2 separate regions of the Mus musculus genome follow, and region 1 is linked to region 2. A link is a contact called in public HiChIP or PLAC-seq data. All regions are on one chromosome and are shown on one strand. The core of a region is the stretch at or near the end of the contact, and the rest is flanking DNA. Distances in the headings are between cores, read along the strand shown. Region 1 has its middle 28 kb from the start of 4831407H17Rik. Region 2 holds the start of Selenok (selenoprotein K).

Region 1 (4,174 bases), core at 484-2,983, 460 kb after region 2:
AATGGGCTGAGCCTTCCCACATCAATCACTAAGACAACGCCCTAGAGGTTTGCCTACAGCCAGATCTTTTTAACATAGTCTATTTATTTAATTATTTATTTTCTGTGTGTGAGTACACTGCTACTCTCTTCACACACACCAGAAGAAGGAATCAGATCTCATTACAGATGGTTGTGAGCCACCACCATGTGGTTGCTGGGAATTGAACTCAGGACCTCTGGAAGAACAGTCAGTGTTCTTAACTGCTGAGCCATCTCCTCAGCCCTACAGCCAGATCTTACAGAGTCTATTTCTCAGCTGAGATTCCCTCTTCTCAGATGACTTTAGCTAATTTCAAGATGGCATAAAACTAGGCAAAACGGTAGGTTTCCTATGCCAAGACCAAACTCAGGTGGGCAAGAATGGGGCCATGACATACAGGAGATGTGAGTGCTTAAAAATGCTGACGCAGCTACTGCTCCCCACATAACAGAGCTAGTTTCTTCCAGGAAACCATATATGTGTATACACACACACACACACACACACACACACACACCTCAACATGCCCTCTCATCCTCCCCCGTGGCTGCCATGTTAAGTCATAGCATAATCCAGCTATAGCCCAGTCGCAAGGAAACATGAAGACTAAGGGCTCCTTATGTTGAAGCAGCCTGCAGGGAGGGGAGTGATAAGTCAGGAGCAGATGCTGTGGGCTGATGGGGGAAGGAGGTCACACCATACAGGAGCTGAGGGCCTAGCCAGCACATCCTGGCATAAGTGCAGAGAGGATGCAGGGGACTAGGCTCCAAGGGTGCTGGATCAAGTAAAGGAAACATAAGGATGAAGAATGGAGAGTTGACTGCTTCAGGAGGGCTCTCCAGGGATACATGATATAAGTCCCTGGCAGGCATCCCAGGCAATGGGCTGTATTAAGTGAAACAGGCATACAAATAAACCCACAGCAGATGATAGAAAGGGAGATTAAAAGCCTGGGAGATGGAATGTCTACTACAGGGGAACCAGAAAACCTACCAGAGGACTCAGAAAGGCTACACTGCTTCCCAAGCATCTCTCAGAGGCTGGTGGTGGCTGCCCCCCTGGAAGCTTCCACCCTTATCTTACAAGTAGGCCAAGATGCGGAATGCAGATCAATATTGCCTCCAACAGACCTGATGAAAATTAGTGAATCTAGATCAAAGGGATGTAGAGAAGCTAGTCTTGACTTCACTTAACTACCAGTCCAGAGTCTGCAAAAAGAAAAGTGACGTGGGTCCTAAAGTGTCAAAGTGGACCATGATACAGTCAGCTGAGCAGCAACTCCAATTGCAACTGCTCTGCCTGCAGTGTCTTTGCTGATGGGGCAGACTGGATGGCCTCCAATATGTGGTATGGTACAGTAATTTCGATGTCTCTCTCTCTTACAGAAACGACGATCAGAAACAGCACAAGTTCACTTAGAACGAAGAGTAGTATCCATTTTTAACCTTCTCTATGACAATCTTGGACCCTCAGCTGTACAGCTCTCCTACCAGCCCACCAGACTCCCAGCCAGACCAGCCTGAAAGTCCCACAAAGCATCATGCTGGTAACTGTGGCAATAACTGCCCTGACAGTCGGGCTGGCTAGTCAGCTGCCTACCACATTAAGGTCTTAAACAAGTATGTCCTCCAGAGGGTGGGAGAGAAGCCCTGCAAACAGTACAGTCTTGTTGCGGCCGCCAACAGCAAAGCCGCACGGTCCAGCAGTGGGCGTGGCAGAACGAATGAGCAGGAAGCTCCACCCCTGAGCAAGCAGGTTTCAGGCTGGGGGAGGGGAGACTACACAGTCTGCCACACCAATAAAATCAGTTATCTCTGGTATGCCAACGTGTATCCTCCAAAGTGAAAGACAAGTGGTGGCACCCTGTACCTCAGTAAAGACAAAAATAAATAAATTTAAACGTAAAAGAAAGAAACGATGCTGAGTACATTTCTTTGGGTTTGAAAAACACATAACTTCATACCACTGATGCCACCGGAACCCATGGACCAGATGACGTGGTCACCAGTTTTGAGAGGAATCCAGCACAAGAAAGAGTTCTGTAGCAGGACTGAGCTGCAAGGGAAGCAGCTTCTCTCTGTGTCCACGCAGCGCAGCCGGCAGACTGAAAAGCCGTGATAAGGATTTGGGGGCACACCCGGGGGAGATCCCAACAGTAGAGCTTCAGACTCTAGAACAAGGACACACCCTCAGCAGCAGAGCTGCAGCCACTTTTCTCAAATCCTGTTCCTGGTTCGGTAGAGATGAAGCATCTGGGAGCACCACTCGAAATGGAATTCCATGTAGAACTGAGTTCTGGAAGACCTGCCAAATTATAAGGTTGGCAGGTCCAGCGGGAGTCCATTGAAAGAGAGGTGCATCTGGGAGTGGATATAAGCAGGGCCAGAAGTTACAGGCAAGCGGCTTCAGCAGGCACCACCAACAGTGCTCAGACTGTCCTTGTCATGCCAGTGACCTGTGCCTCTGACCTGCAGACTCTTATGCTCAGGGAAGGGGGAGGGGGGCTTCTTTTGTAATGAGGGAAAGCCCAGCTTTGGATCCTGGGCAGTTCTGATTGGAATGCAAAGTCTGTGCGGCGCCCATGGAGGGCAGAGGTGGGTGTGTCTCCAGTCTCAAGTCATCGAGACCCTCTCTCAAAAAGAAATCAAAATGGATGGAAGTTTTTTAAAGACTCTATGTGCATCTCACTCACAGTGGGAAGATGGTAATACAAAAGGGCAAGTGCTCCGAGGTTAGACTAAGCTACCTTGGTCAGGAACCAAGAGGAGAACTCAAGTCAAAAAGCCTGAGCCTAACTAATCCTCCCAGATGGGGAAGGGGCTGAAAATGTGTATCGACTTCACCAGCTTCAGCTGGGGTGAGCTGAAAGGCGAGTTCCACACCCAGCCAACCTCGAACCAAATGTTATCCCAGAGTAAAGCATGACCTCAAATTTTGCCTGATCGAAAAATAATTACATTGTGGCATTTTAAAGAGAAAGCAAGCCTGTTAAAACACAGAGGCTGATTCAGCCTGCCTGAGTCTGTGTCCTAAGAAGCTTACAAGACCCCATCAAGGCCAGATGAGTCCCTTTTTCTTTTACATTTTGTGCATGTGTGAAGGAGGATACATGTGCGCCACAGCGCCTGTGTGGAGGCCGGGGGACAATGACAGAAGTCTGTTCTCCCCGCCACATTGTAGGTTGCGGAGATTGAACTCAGAATTGGCCACAATCGCCTTTACCCACTGAGCCTGGTAAGTAAGGAAGAAAGCATGACAATAATAGCTAATACCTCGATGTCAGGCCTCCACGATTTCTTTAGATCTAATATCATAAATGAAGAGATAAGAGATGTAAAGGATTCTGCCAGAAATGATAAATGTTTGAGGAAACAGAAGTGCCAATTATCCTAATGTAATCACTACATGCTATGCATATATGTAAGTTATCAGTCCAAACTTCTAGAAATATATACAAATATTAAATGTCAATTAAAAGATGCAAATAAAAAGGTATTTTTTAAATGAAAAGACATCTTTAAAACAAAGAGTTCTGGACTTGAAGTAAGGTCAGTTTGAGGCCCAGTGTTTACAAACTGGATTCTTAATCATATTATTCGCTGGGCAGTGGTGGCGCACGCCTTTAGTCCCAGCACTCGGGAGGCAGAGGCAGGTGGATTTCTGAGTTTGAGGCCAGCCTGGTCTACAAAGTGAGTTCCAGGACAGCCAGGGCTATACAGAGAAACTCTGTCTCAAAAATAAATAAACAAACAAACAAACAAACATATTATTCTGTCTGTATTTTTCCTGAAGTAAGAATACCAACTGTCCTGCCCAGCAGTGCTCTCTGAGACCCTTGTAAGACGGTGTGTGGAGAAACACTTTGTAAATGAGAATGTATAAATACTCCCCTAAGAGGTTTTTAGTTGTTGCTTCTTTTGGCAAAGAGGTTGTTAGGGGGAATTTTGTTTGGGTCTAGTTTTGGTTTTCTAACTCAGGATCTTTATTTCCATGTAGCCCAGGCTAGCCTTGAACTTGCAGCCATGCTCTAACAAAGCTTTCCAAGTGCCAGGATTACAAGCCTGTACTATCATGTATGGCTGGGTTCTGATTTTTATTACCTGGAAAGATATTTCTCCTTCCCCACTTCCCTGTAAGACTTGAAATGTTTCTA
Region 2 (4,115 bases), core at 1,607-4,106:
TCTAGGAGCAATGTACTAAGTGGGAGCCACATAAGTAATTTAAATTTCTCTAATAACCATATCAAGATGTAAAAGGAAAAATTATTTTTAATGAAGTATTTTGGTTATTTATTTTCTGGTTTTCAAGTAGTCTCACATTGCTCTTTCAGATGACCAGAGTTCAATTCCCAGCACCCATACAGCAACTCACAAACATTTGTAGCTCTAATTCCAGGGGAACCGATGCCCTCCCTGGCCTCCATGGGCATCAACTATGCAAGTGATACACAGACACACACACACATATATATATACAGGCCAAACACACACACAAATTTAAGTTTAATTAATTCTTCAAAGCCAGACATATTCCCATCAAATATAAGTGAGAAATTGTGAAAGGCTTTGCACGTTGAGGAAAACCTTAGGAGAACTGAACCCAAGAAGAGCAGTAGGTAGAGAAGTTCTCCTTAGGAGAAACTGTGCACATAAGCAAGAATTCAGGAAAACAAAGGGTCTATTGAGGAACTAGAAACCAGAGAGAATAATCTAAGTGGTATCAAAGGAACCTCCCACAGCTAACCAGGGCGTTATGTGGAAGGTGGTGGCTAAAAGGCTAATGAGCAGATTGGTGAGGCTGTATTGAACTGGCAGCCAGAAGTAACACAGGTTGAAACACAGGGAGGCTAGGGATAGTTTGGGATATCACTGCATTAAGGTGCAGGAATAAAATCTAAAGAGGAATGAAGAGGAAGTAACTGGCCTGAGATCCGGGGTTTGCTCCCTTCCTTGTGTGGCTACTGGTGCTGTTTGTTTGTTGAGACAAGGTCTCACTGTGTAACGCCTGCTGGATGGAAACTTGCTATGTAACTCAAACTGACCTCAACTCACAGGACTGCAGCCTAAGCCTTCCAACTGCTCGGCTTACAAGTGTGCACCACCACACCTTGTACAGGGGTACCAGGCGGATGAGGTTCCTGATCCCTTAGCGTTTACTAATGAAGAGTGACAACACTAAATAATCAGGTTAGTAATTCCATGTTGTGATAAGGACTATGAATAAACTGACCAGAGATGAGGAATCAAGGAGAGACACTCAAATGATGACACTCGGGCTGACAACTGAAGGGGAAAGGATGGGGAACTGTCGGTGAGTCAGTTAACGTGTTACAGGAAGAATAGCTATGTGCACGTTCAGGGAGATGAAAAGACTTAGGGCACTCACAAAACTGTAAAAAAAAAAAAAAAATTATTGCCAGAGTGTGTTTTGGGTGGGAATGTGTAGCAGAAGCTAAAATCAAGTGAACAGGTCAGGCTATATCAGTGGATACTGAAAAGGACCTAGTTTGTAAGAGCAATGGGAGATCACTACATTTTAGTGTCTAAAGGGTTTTAAGCAAAACAAAGTTTTGTTTTGTTTTTTTTAAATAAATCATTCTTGTTGCAGTCTGACAAAAGTATAACCAGGGATTTCAGTTAGAAGGAAAAGAGAGCACAGAGAGTGAGAGGCAACGTCATGGTTTAAGCCCAGGTCTAGAAAGGCCCTTGAGAAAAATCACGGACCCAGGTTGGGAAGAGAGCTCGGTGGGTAAAGTGACTGCTACACAGACATGAGGGCCTGGATTTTAGAATCCCCAGCAGTCATGTAAAAGCCAACAGTGGTTGCACACAACTCAGACCTATCCTGGAGGATGAGACAGGCAGATGGCCAGAGCTCCCTAGCCAGTCCAATAAGGTGGAAAACACCCAACTCTCCCTTTCTGTACTGACTGCACACCTCATTCCTCCCTTCCCCTCTCCTCACCCCCACTCCCCGCACCACAAAGGAAACACAACAGGGGCAGCAAGGAATTTTCTTCAAACTTACTGGATGCCCAAGACCTGCCTTCTAACGCATATGTCACGTCTACAATGCTGACAAGCAGAGGAAATTGTCATTCTGAAGTTCATTTGATTTTCCCTAGTTGTGTCTCTACAGCTATTAAAAATGCCACTTCTTAGCTGGGTGTTGGTTACACCTTTAGTCCCAGCACTTGGGAGGCAAGAGACAGGTGGATCTCTGAGTTCAAGAACAGCCTGCTCTACAGAGCTAGTTACAGGGCAGCCAGGGCTACACAGAAAAACAGTCTCGAAAAATAACAAATTCCACTTCTTGAACTTATACAGATCCACCTGCCTATGCCACATGAGTACTGGTATAGGCCTGGTCTACAAAGTGAGTTCAAGGGCAGCCTGGGATACACAGATCCCAAATCAAAAACAAACAAAAACAAGACAAAAGACAAAAACAAAAACCAGCTGGGTGTGGTGAGGCTTGTCTTTCATCCCTGCGCTACGGAGGCAGAGGCAGGCAGATCTTTGCGTTTAGGGCCAGCCTCGTCTACAATGTGAGCTCAGAGCCAGGAATACAGTGTGAGTCCTGTTTCAAAAAAGCAAAACAAATAAACTGAGAGCAGAAATAACCGGCTTAAAGGGAATACGGTCCAGAGGGACTTAAAAGTGAGTTCAGCAAAACCTGATGGTTAAAGCTCTTCATGTCCCAGACACCGCCTCAGAGCCTCTCCCTGCCACTCCAAAAGACAGCAACACATCTGGAAAGCTGAGGAACGTTCCGCCCTCCAAGCCCTTCGAGCCACCTCGGACCCGAACCCTGCGCGTGTCTGCCAACTAGCAAGCAACTTCCGGTCGGCAGTGCTGTGGCCTCAAAGACTCTCGGTCAAACCGGAACCAAGTGAGGGGGGTGGGGAAAAGGACCCTCAAACAATGTTTCTCCTAGACGTCATATCCGGTCTCCTGACTCAGGCAGTATCCACGCCAGCGGAAGTTACTTGTGTGACTGGGCGGAACCTCTAGTCAGGAGTGGTCTCCCAGCAGCCAATGGGCTCGACCCACCTCTAGCCTGACTTGGGTCTGTCAGTGGCCTGTGACGTACAGGGCGGGGCGGGAGGCTAGGTACGGCGACAACAGGGGCGTCCGGTCTTCTCTGTCGCTAGGAAGCAGGCAACCGGAGGGAAGATGGTTTACATCTCGAATGGTGAGTGAGAGCCTTACCCTGGGCCGCTTCTGTCCTGACTCGCCGGGTCCTGAGCTTGGGGCGGCCTCCCCCACACCAGTGGCCGGAAGGAGTGGGAAGCGGAGGCGGTGGGAGCCGAGGCGCAGCCCAGAAGGTCCCCGGGTGCCGCTGGGGGACCCTGAAGCCTCCTGGTACAGCCAATTTTCCGATTGTGGGTTTGCGATAGTGATCCCGGGCGCGGGTGTCCTTAACCCGGGAATGACAGAGACGCTAACCCGGTCCGGATACAACGCGCTTTTGTTTGGGCCGCTAGAGCCGCGTTCTTTGCCTAGCATCTCTTTCATCCTTGTAACTGTTCTATTCAGATGGTGTATTTCTATCCCTGTTTTTCGGATGCAGACTGAGACATAGATTGACTAGCTCGCTAAAGATCACAAAGGCAATATGAAATTTAGGTTAAATTGAACTCAGGTTGGCTCCAGTATTACCTACCATACTGCCTCTATAATGCGTACAATAATGATGGCGATGGTGGTGATGCAGGACTAGCAAGAATATGAAAAAAATAAATAAAATCTGGAGACAGGGTCTCACTTTGTAGTTTTATCTGCCCTGTAACTCACTGTGTACGCTAAGGTGGCCACTAACTCCCAAAGATCCTCCTGCCTCTGACTCCGGAGTAGTGGGATTAAATTAAAGGCAAGCACCACCACGCCAGGCAATACAAAAGTTGTGACAGATTTTTCTCCCCTAAAAGTGTAGCTAGTCCTAAGCCCAAGACTTTACCCAGTTTGAAAGAACTTGGGAAGCAAGTCTCCAATTACTGGAAAAGAAAAAAATACAGCCTGAGAAGGTCGTATCAGTGCCAGAACCATCTGCCCACCTGTGTGACTTAGGTGAGACTCCTTGGCGCATTTCTACAAGACTCTCTTGGGGCCCTGGAAATAGGTGTGGTTGTATCAGATTCATCTCTGTATCTCTAGAGAGTAGGGCGATTAGCAGAAGTCTTAGGGCTGAGAGCACTTTGAATTTCTCGGCTTTTTTCAGGATTTCACCTCCTGATTACAAAGCTTTGGGATAGGTGGTGTGATGGGCACTACAGGAAGCATCATCATTCCATCTT

What was found. HiChIP or PLAC-seq counts read pairs in DNA pulled down with a chosen protein or histone mark.
Region 1: a contact with region 2 is called in an H3K4me3 HiChIP or PLAC-seq map of embryonic stem cells, with 7 times the contacts expected there. The contact joins the enhancer-like site here to the promoter of Selenok in region 2. A contact is called at or near these places in 6 of 39 promoter capture datasets (the HPC-7 cell line, embryonic stem cells, hippocampal neurons and 2 more) and 6 of 115 datasets of contacts at active chromatin or transcription factors (the 230-238 cell line, bone marrow-derived macrophages, embryonic basal ganglia and 3 more).

The regions. Positions count from the first base shown.
Region 1 is chr14:30,428,083-30,432,256 of GRCm38.p6, forward strand. It overlaps a transcript of Cacna1d not described here. Among named protein-coding and RNA genes, the nearest start is that of 4831407H17Rik, 28 kb to the right of the region's middle. Within about 2 kb of position 1,734, at least 9 of the 459 cell types and tissues checked have an H3K27ac peak or open chromatin away from gene starts, as enhancers often do. A contact at or near this core is called in embryonic stem cells, where this site is marked.
Region 2 is chr14:29,965,524-29,969,638 of GRCm38.p6, forward strand. Selenok (selenoprotein K) reads left to right here and starts at 2,857. Exons shown (of 5, transcript NM_019979.2): 1 at 2,857-3,013. The coding sequence starts at 2,995.